Regions from separate parts of the Sus scrofa genome. Here regions 2 and 3 are each linked to region 1. A link is a contact called in public HiChIP or PLAC-seq data. All regions are on one chromosome and are shown on one strand. Each heading gives the region's core, a stretch centred on a gene start, on an enhancer-like site or on the middle of the called end of the contact. The rest is flanking DNA. Distances are from core to core; before and after follow the strand shown.

The links. HiChIP or PLAC-seq counts read pairs in DNA pulled down with a chosen protein or histone mark.
Region 2: an H3K27ac HiChIP or PLAC-seq map of skeletal muscle shows a contact between it and region 1, with 7 times the contacts expected there. The contact joins two enhancer-like sites. A contact is called at or near these places in 1 of 47 Hi-C or Micro-C datasets (heart right ventricle) and 1 of 2 datasets of contacts at active chromatin or transcription factors (skeletal muscle).
Region 3: a contact with region 1 is called in an H3K27ac HiChIP or PLAC-seq map of skeletal muscle, with 11 times the contacts expected there. The contact joins two enhancer-like sites. A contact is called at or near these places in 8 of 47 Hi-C or Micro-C datasets (alveolar macrophages, embryonic fibroblasts, fetal heart ventricle and 5 more) and 1 of 2 datasets of contacts at active chromatin or transcription factors (skeletal muscle).

The regions. Positions count from the first base shown.
Region 1 is chr11:74,544,702-74,547,858 of Sscrofa11.1, forward strand. No RefSeq gene overlaps it. Among named protein-coding and RNA genes, the nearest start is that of ARGLU1, 280 kb to the left of the region's middle. Within about 2 kb of position 1,695, at least 33 of the 83 cell types and tissues checked have an H3K27ac peak or open chromatin away from gene starts, as enhancers often do. A contact at or near this core is called in skeletal muscle, where this site is marked.
Region 2 is chr11:74,378,836-74,381,712 of Sscrofa11.1, forward strand. All of the region lies in intron 2 of LOC110255854 (a long non-coding RNA gene), which reads left to right. Among named protein-coding and RNA genes, the nearest start is that of ARGLU1, 110 kb to the left of the region's middle. Within about 2 kb of position 1,581, at least 2 of the 83 cell types and tissues checked have an H3K27ac peak or open chromatin away from gene starts, as enhancers often do. A contact at or near this core is called in skeletal muscle, where this site is marked.
Region 3 is chr11:74,294,352-74,297,427 of Sscrofa11.1, forward strand. It overlaps LOC110255853 (a long non-coding RNA gene), which reads left to right. Exons shown (of 5, transcript XR_002336751.1): 5 at 901-1,024. Among named protein-coding and RNA genes, the nearest start is that of ARGLU1, 28 kb to the left of the region's middle. Within about 2 kb of position 1,305, at least 32 of the 83 cell types and tissues checked have an H3K27ac peak or open chromatin away from gene starts, as enhancers often do. A contact at or near this core is called in skeletal muscle, where this site is marked.

The DNA.
Region 1 (3,157 bases), core at 445-2,944:
AAATTATGAGCAAAGTGGGGCTTAATTTAAGGATGAATTGTCGCTCCATTATACGACCTGAAAATGGAATGAACCTTCTTTCAAGGTAGTGCTTCTCCATCACCAGATGTTTTGAAAATGAAGGATGAAGGCTTGCCAGAGATTCTGTTGATGGGCTCTGCTCAGAGGTTGGCCTTAGGGTCAGTTCTCTGAGTGCGCGCCAGGCGCCTTTCGCCAGCCCTGCCCGTACATCTCAGACTCAACATTGACAGTCACCACGTTTTCACTGAGATGGATACAAATAATCAGAGGGCCGAAGTTTCTTAAAAAATTAACCATCCCTCAGAATTTTGACCAGAGTAGAAAATGTTGATAGTTACATACTGATTTTCAAAATCATATATATGGTTTGGACTCCAGGGAAGTGTGGATTTAAGGCTCTTCACTGTGGAGAAGAGAGAAGAAATGCCGCCGTCCACAGAGGAGTTTCTTTCAGAGGCTGGGTTTGTTCCTGGGGCCAGCTGTGAGATCTCCCTTTCTAGAGGACAGCCTTTCTGCTAAGACGGAGTCAGGTTCAGCCAAGGTGTGCAGCGGACCCCGGGATGTAGGAAAATGTAGAAATTGCACGTTCCCCTTGGAAAGCATACAACCCTTACTGAGCTTTTAAAAATATCCTTTCCTATAAAATTAAATGTGAATAACCTGGAAGGCAACACATCATGTCTTTGAAAACTATGAAATCTCATATTTATTCTTTTCTTTTCTAATTTGAAATATTTGGAGGTATGGGGCATATTTCATGCCGCCCAGCAAATTCACGTTCCATATTTGAAGCGAAAGGTGATAAATTGTCTTGAGAGGAAAGGAAACACCTTTGTGTTAAACACTTAAGTTCATGTCAGTTTTGGCGAGTGATGCAGCTGCTTAGGAACTAAGAGGTTTTTTTCCCCCCCTTTTTATAAGACAATGAATTTTAAAAAGGGAGCCCACTCATTCCTCAAATTACCCAGGTCTTACTCAGGCTGGTGAGGCTGGCTGACTGGAATTCTGGGGCTCATGTGACCCCTATGCTGACTTTGGTTTCGGCTCAGAGTCGCCCGCGGTGTTCATCTTTCTTATTGTTATCATTTTAATAGCCAGCCTTTGTCTTTGTCCTGTACTTTTTACTTTCCTAAGGAAAAGCAAAAACAAAAAGTGAGCAATAGCCAGGCCAGACGTATGAATAGGGGAGTAGGCAGCCTGGTTGGGGAGGGTCGCTGGGGTAGGTCGCAGAAGAACAGAGGAAACACTGGTGCCCAGGAGGCTCCAGCCATTAGGAATTCAATGCCATGGTCTAAGGCTGGGAGGGGGAACGGAGTCGGGGGTGGCGGTGGGGGTGAGGAGAGGTGAGAGGAAGGGTGGCGCGGGGTGTAGGAGGGGAGCCCTGAGAACCTGGCCTTGGCCCCAGGGAAGGAGGAGGCAGCAGGGCCAACGCCTGCGATGGAAATGAAAGCGTGCTATTTTTACTTCCAACCACTCTATTAAAGGACGGAGAAGACTCACAGCACCAAACTGGAGACGCCTTTTTGGGTGGGGTGGGGCTTTCCTTGGAATCCTCCCCGGCCACTCGGATGGGGCTCGGTTCCGGGTCCAGGGATGGAGCTGGGAGAACCCAGGACGTGGAGGAGGAGGAAAGTGGAGAGAGAAGAGGAGGGTGCCCTCCTGCAGGGGCCACGTGGAGGCCCAACCTCAGCTCCGCGCGCAGACGGAGCTGCCAGGCTGCCGGAGGCTCCGCCCTGGCTCGTTGAAGGCGCTCTGGGTTCGCTTCCGAACACAGCCCTGGACGTTTTCCCTGTGCAGTGGGGTCGACTCTAAATTCAACAAAACGCTGAAACAAAGAAGTGAGGGTTTTTGGCTTTGGAGACAAAATGGAGCGAGGACCGTGTGCTGCTGGGGTCGCAGCGAAAACACAGGGGTCTTTCCAGGAGCCTTCACGACTTCCGACTGCACTTTAAAATCTATTTTGATGCCAGAATGTTTGTTTCTTTGGTTAGAAATCACTTCATGGAAACTGTATTTGTATGTTATTTCTTTTGGTCTGTAGAAGTAAGAGGATTTACCTTTCAACACACGGTTTCTGCTGTTATATACTGCCCTCTGCTGGCCACGTCGAGGGCGTGTGACCAGCCTCTCGAGTCAATGTTGAAGAATAATGAGGTTGGATTAATTCAAACACATAAAACTGACTTTTTTTCCTACTCCTTCTGGACAAAAACAACAACAAAATACTAGGTTGTTGCTACATTGAAAATAATACAGAGGTTGAAAGATGTTCTTTCTTAATCTTTGCACATCCTCCTACAATCATAATGGTAATTTTGAGGCGAAAGCAGAATTTGGCTCTCATATCATCTTTCTGCTTTAATGTGCCTTAAAGTATTCTTATGAGACTTATAAATTATAAATTCTTGCTAATCTTTATTTATTAAGGGCTAAATCATCTAAACTTTCCAAAAACATTAGAGCCTGTCAGCAATCCTCTCTCTGCACGTAAAGAAACCATCTTGGTACAAAATCCAAAGAATAAGACGAATAATGCAGAGAAATATCTTTGAAACCCAAACCAGATTTTGTAAGACACAGCTGAGCTGTGGCTCCTAAGTATTAGGTTATGTGGAATTGTTCACTAGCAACAGTCACCAGATCATTTCACATTTTGTGTAACTTACAAGTTCATAAACCATGGTGTCGATTCATGCTTAATTGTCAAAGGAACTGAGATGGAGTGAGAGTTGGTAGCAAAGCCTGGGTTAGAATTAATTGTCTCAAAATCCTCAGCCCGTTGCTTTGTCTCCTGAACAAAGCTCTGTCTTTCATAGTAATTAGGAGAAAGAATTTGGTGTGTCAGACACTTTCTCGCAAAACTAAGGTTCAGCGGTGAATTCTAATTAAAGTCATTTTATTAGTAAAAGAAAGTCAAACAAACTTTAAAAACATCTTTAAGAAGAGAAGCCCCTGTGGCTTGGAAATGGGACTGATCACTGTTGATGGAGTCGAAGTCTGTTTCAGAGTTAGCTGCGTGTGGTTGTTTATAATTATTTGGGGGTCGGAGGAGTCCTCTGTGGCTCTCCTGGGTTCTCGAAATTAAATAGCAGAGTTGCACCCGGCTCCATTCCGTTCTGGTTGAGTAAACTTCTTC
Region 2 (2,877 bases), core at 331-2,830, 170 kb before region 1:
AACACTTTAACTTTTATGACTATCATGTTCTTAGATATGAGATTTGTTTTTATTTTCTTATTTTATTTTATTTTTTGTCTTTTTGCCTTTTCTAGGGCTGCTCCTGCGGCACGTGGAGGTTCCCAGGCTAGGGGTCTAATCGGAGCTGTAGCTGCCAGCCTACACCAGAGCCACAGCAACGCAGGATCCGAGCCGCATCTGCAACCTACACCACAGCTCACAGCAACACCGGATCCTTAACCCACTGAGCAAGGCCAGGGATCGAACCCGCAACCTCATGGTTCCTAGTCAGATTCGTTAACCACCGCACCACAACAGGAACTCCCTATTTTCTTAATTTTTATGGCCCCACCCATGGCACAGGAAAGTTCCTGGGACATGGATTGAATCCAAGCCATAGCTGCAAACTTCCTCACAGCTGCAGATTTAACCCACTGCTTCAGGCCAGGGATTGAACCCTCACCTCCACAGCAACCTGAGCCACTGCCATCAGATTCTTAACCCACTGCACCAGAGTGGGAACTCCAGATATGGGATTTTAAAAATCATCTGTGTTCAGATTTGCAAGGGTGCTGAGAGATTTAGCTCTAGAATTTAAGCCTACTGCTGAATTAAAAGCCTGGCAGAGAGAAATGTTCACTGAATGAATGAAAAGCCATTTGCTCTATTGAACAACAATGAATGTATCACCTGGGTCACTGACTTATGTGCCATTGAATACTAAGTCTAATATCCCTTATAAATAAAAAATATTTGGGGTTTCCCATCATGGCACAGTGGAAACAAATACGACTAGGAAGCATGAGGTTGCGGGTTCAATCCTTGGCCTCGCTCAGTGGGTTAAGGATCTGATGTTTCTGTGAGCTGTGGTGTAGGCCGGCAGCTGCAGCTCTGATTCGACCGCTAGCCTGGGAACCTCCATATGCCATGGGTGTGGCCCTAAAAAGCAAAAAAAAAAAAAAAAATGGACCACACTGTCCTTTGTTACATGTTGAGTCAGGTGTCTCTCAGTCATAATAGATCTACTGTAAGTTGGCATTAATACTTAGAGACCACTGGGGTACCGTTCAGTGCAAGGAGACTGTGTGGATTGAATTTCCACCCATGCAGATTCTGAAAGTCCTTAACCCTTTCCCAAAGCGGAGCTGGAGCCTCAGGGAAACCTGAGGATCCCCTTTGTCTTGGCCATAAGCTAGTGATGGGGGTGGGGTGGGAGAGGAACAATTATTTTTCACCGACTCCAACCGCAGCAGGAAGGTGCCTGCTCCAGTGGGTCACGTTTCTCTTGTTTACTGGCTGGGGCCGTTTCTATTACGTAGTTCTTTTGTTTTCTGCGGTGTAATCTCTGTTGCACATGGCGTTCGGACAATGCAGATGACCCTGTCTTCGATGCGCAGGGTTCTCTGTCAAGATATTGTTGTCCCTCGCTGGGCCCAAGTCCCATTTTAGCAGGAGAGAGAAAAAAGAAACAATGGAGACAAATTTAGACACTGATGGGAAAAGAAATGCAGCTCACTGTCCACCAGCCCTCTGAAGTTACGCCCAGCAGGCCATTTCCTGTGACCTTCTCAAGGACTCCCAGACACACAGAGGAGCTCCTAGGACCCGAGGCAGACGACAGATGATTAGCTTGTGGCTCACCCCGTCCTTGTAAGTTCACTTTCCAGGCATCCCTTCTCTAAAAAAATACCACTGCCACTAATAGCGCGCACACACACACACACACACACCAAAAACAATAAACAAAAAAACCTCCACATATTCCAAACAGAAGCAAGATAATCTCTCCCTTAGGATCTAGACTTGAAGTTCCTGTTGTGGCTCAGTGGTAATGAACCTGTCTAGTGTCCATGAGGACGCGGGTTTGATCCCTGGCCTCAATCAGTGGGTCAGGGATCCAGCTGAGATGCAGCTCAGATCCCACGTGGCTGTGGCTGCAGCATAAACTGGCAGCTGCACGTCCGATTCAACCCCTAGCCTGGGAACTTCCAAGTGCCTCGGGTGTGGCCCTAAAAAGACAAAAAACGAAAAAACAAACAAACAAAGAAACTAGGCATGCTTGCCGTCAACACTATTTCCCAACCATTCGTGGCCAGCATCAGATCTTGTACCAGATGTTTCCCAGGCCTTGGCACGTTCACTAGCCTGTATCCTCCAATGGTGGGTGAGGGATGCTCACAGGCCGGTCCTCCGCGCCTTTTCCCCATTCCAAAGGCACAGTTTTGTCTCAGGTGTCTGTGTGCTCTCTGCTCCCCCTCACTGGAGACAATGTAAATTTACCCAGTGATGTGAAGAGACATTCATCAGCATGTAAGACGGATGACTGATTTCCAAGGTACCCAAACTGTGTGCTCTTTATGCTGGGATAGATATGTGTCTGCTGCAGCGGCCTAGATGATAAGTGCAATAAGCAGTAACAGTGCCGTCTCCTCTTGGACTGTCTTGTTGATGAACTGTGAAACCAGACAGATGCAGTCAGAAACACAGCACACTGTTCTGCACGGGAATGACGGACATCTGGTGTGAAACCATCTCCTGTGTTACTGGGAGGTCTCATTTTGGTTGGTCACTCAGTGTCTCCTGTTTTTTTAACGTCTTTAATAATTGTGTACATATTTGACTGAGAAGTACAACTTGTAGGTGCATATCATCAGCATAAGCAAATTTATCATAAATATCCCTTTTTTTCAGGCAGATTTAAAATCTCAGAGGGCAGGTCTGTACTTACACTAGACATAGCTGCATGAGCAACCCTGCGTACCAGACATACCGCATTTTACTTCATTTATGTGGATGCAGCTTTCTAGGCCTGCAAGCTTTTCTCACTTTAGTTCCTGGTTTAGCCATTCCTCTTCCATTATTTCTTTCCCTAGCCCA
Region 3 (3,076 bases), core at 55-2,554, 250 kb before region 1:
TTACATTTTAGTAGGAGACACAGGAAACTAAAGAAATGACTGAATGAGCTGATGGGTAAATCAGTATTAGAGAGTGATAAATGCTGTGCCAAGAATTAGAATAAGGAGTTCCCGTCGTGGCTCAGCAGAAATGAATCTGACTAGTATCCATGAGGATGTGGGTTCGATCCCTGGGCCCGCTCAGCAGGTTAAGGATCCAGGGTTGCTGTGAGCTGTGGTGTAGGTCGAAGATGCGGCTCCGATCTGGCGTTGCTGTGGCTGTGGTGTAGGCTGGCAGCTACAGCTTAGATTCCACCACTAGCCTGGGAACCTCCATATGCCCTGGGTATGGCCCTAAAAAGACAAAAGTAAAAAACAAAACCCCCAAGATTTAGAATACTGTGGCCGAGTGTGGCAGGATCAGCAAAGGTCTCACGTTGTCTTCTGGGCAGGGGGCAGACTCTAGTGTGGCACAAAAGGCTCTGGTGGAGACAAGCTCTGGCCCCCTGGCGAGGACTGACAGCTTCCTCCTGCCCCTTGCACTCGGTCAGTTGGGGGTAACCCTTCCTGGAGGGCCAAGGGGCCACCTGGGTTCCCCTTCTCCCCCGCCTTCCTTCCCTTATCCTCCCAGTCCCCCCTGTGCTGGAACAATGTCCCTTATGGCTGACAGCGACAAAAGCCCAGCTGGCCTCAGCAGGTTTATTCTTATCAGTGACTAGACCCAGACAATTAACAATCCCTTTCAACGGCCCTCTTGGCCATGATTTTTGGGAAATGCTGACTAGGACATGACTTGGGGAAGAGAGATTATTTTAAAAAAAGAAAGAAAAGAAAACAGGTGCAGTGCTCTTTCCTACTGAGCCTGTCACCGGGGTTAGATTTGCAGCCTCCACCCTTAACCGTTGTCCCCTGCCTGCCCAGGAGCCGCCCCTCCCCCAATTCCACCTCCCTGAGGTTTTGGAAGGAAAACTAAACAATGGCTAAATGAAACCAAGCCCATTATCAACGGGTTCCACGTCACGGCTGATAATTCCTCGAAAATCCCGGTTCTCATCAAGAATCTCCGACTTCATTTCCCTGCACTTGTCGCCGGTGGGCGCAGATGAAAGTGGGAGAGAAACGCAAGGCCCAGGGCGCCTTGCTTTGGCAGCCAGCCCCTCGGCCTTTGCTTATGTACCGGGCACCTGATCATCAAGCCAAAGACACGGGTGGCTGGTTTCCTAAACGCCCCAGATGCACCCGGAGCTCCTCCCCTCCGGGGGCCGCCTCTTTGCCCCTTTATCTGGGCACCGCCTTCCTGCACCCACCCACCACCTCCTTCGCAGACTGGCCGCGCCTTCGCTTGGCTCCCCCTAGCGGCGGGCGCCGTCCATCACCCGTGGGAACACGGGTCCCGCACCTCCCGCGCCGGCTCCAAGGCAGACGGAAAAGACATTAAAACCGGAGAAAGCCGAGCATCGATCCCTCAGCGGAGATCCAGCTTTTATTTTCACCACAACCGACGGTCCCGTCAGACCTTGTGTGAGGTTTTTTTTTTTCTTTCCTGTCTGATTACACACAAAAAAATCACAACCATGTAAACCAAAATTTGTAACTTATATAATCAAGACTTTTAGGTGTGATTCTTTATTACACGTAAAAATAAAATCGATAAAAAATAAAAAATGCTCTTATCTGAACATTTATATCTGAATTGCAATGTAAGTTGGTTCTGTAAGACCAACTGGTCACCTCGACTGCTGTCTTGAGTGGAATCTATATGGTTACTTTAAGAAAACTGTAATTCTAGGGTGATGCCTGCACTTCTGAGGCTGGTAATAGTCTTAGGAGGGGGCTGAGCCTGTATGATAGGAAGAAGGCTGGAGAGGCTCTTCTGCGGCTAAACATTTTACTCTGTGTCACGCGATCTGAAATGATTCACTTACCTTGAGCTGAAGTCAAACGCTCATAATAGGCAGATGTCATGAGAATCAGCGCATTGTCATCCTTCTCTCTTTCCATTGTTAAACCTCTGAAAGCCTAACTCTGAGCCACTGGGAAGAGGTGGGGACAGAGGGCTGTAGGGGGAGGGGTCCATTTTCTCGCCCCCAGGTAACTAAAAGACAGAATGAGAAGTGGGGACAGAGACTGGGCAGCGTCCTAGAAGGTGGAAAGAGGTGTGAATAGGGCTTTCCCAGCGTCTGTCCTTGGTCACCACTTTTTAAAATTTCTATTTCACTAGGCTTTATGAAAATTTCTCTCTCCAAAATGTCAGTGGTGCAGGCCAAGGGCTGACGGATTTTTATTCTTTATTTTACCTGTGTGTTAACTCATTAAATCCTCCTCACAGCCTTACGAGGGAGTATCCATTGCAGAGATAAACTGCCGCACGGAGAGGTTAAGGGACTCGTCTAGAGGCACTGAGGGAGCAGATTCCAGCCCAGCAAGTGCCTCGACTTCGCACCCCTGCGGGGAGCTGCCCTTCCGCTGGAGGCGCGCAGGGCGGGGCTTCCGCAGCAGGAGCTGGTCTGATCTCTGCAGTGGACGGACCATGACCTTTTAGGGCACTTTGATTGATTATCAGTCAGTCTTGGAAGGAGAGTCTTTCTTCGAAGCTTAAGTCAGCACGGCCTTCTATCTTATCCTTCAGGACCCTAAGCTGAACTCTATACAGATGAGCTGGAATCTGGGTGGCCTCCATCTCCACCAGACCGCGTGGCAGAAATGAAAATACCCTTTACCCCCCACTTTCATCAATTACTTTTTGTAGAACAAAGATAAGATTTTCTTAAGAAAGCTTTTGTTCTTGGTGGTTTATAAACGATCCATCTGAGAGTTTCACAGCAGCAGGAGCCGGAGAACTCCTGCCCTGTGACCTTGACCGTGTTTGTCACCTCGCAGCACATTGTTCTGGTAGGGACCGGAGAGAAATGGAGGAAAGAACCACTCCATGACGGAAACCCAAAGTCCCTCCGTACATGCAGACAAGCCATTGAAATAAAGAACAATAAGACAGATCAAACTCACGCTGGTCGTGGTGCCTTCTTATGGCTCCCCACCCCCACCCCCCAACTATGACTTTATCTAGTGGGTTAGCGTAAATCCATGTGGTTAGATC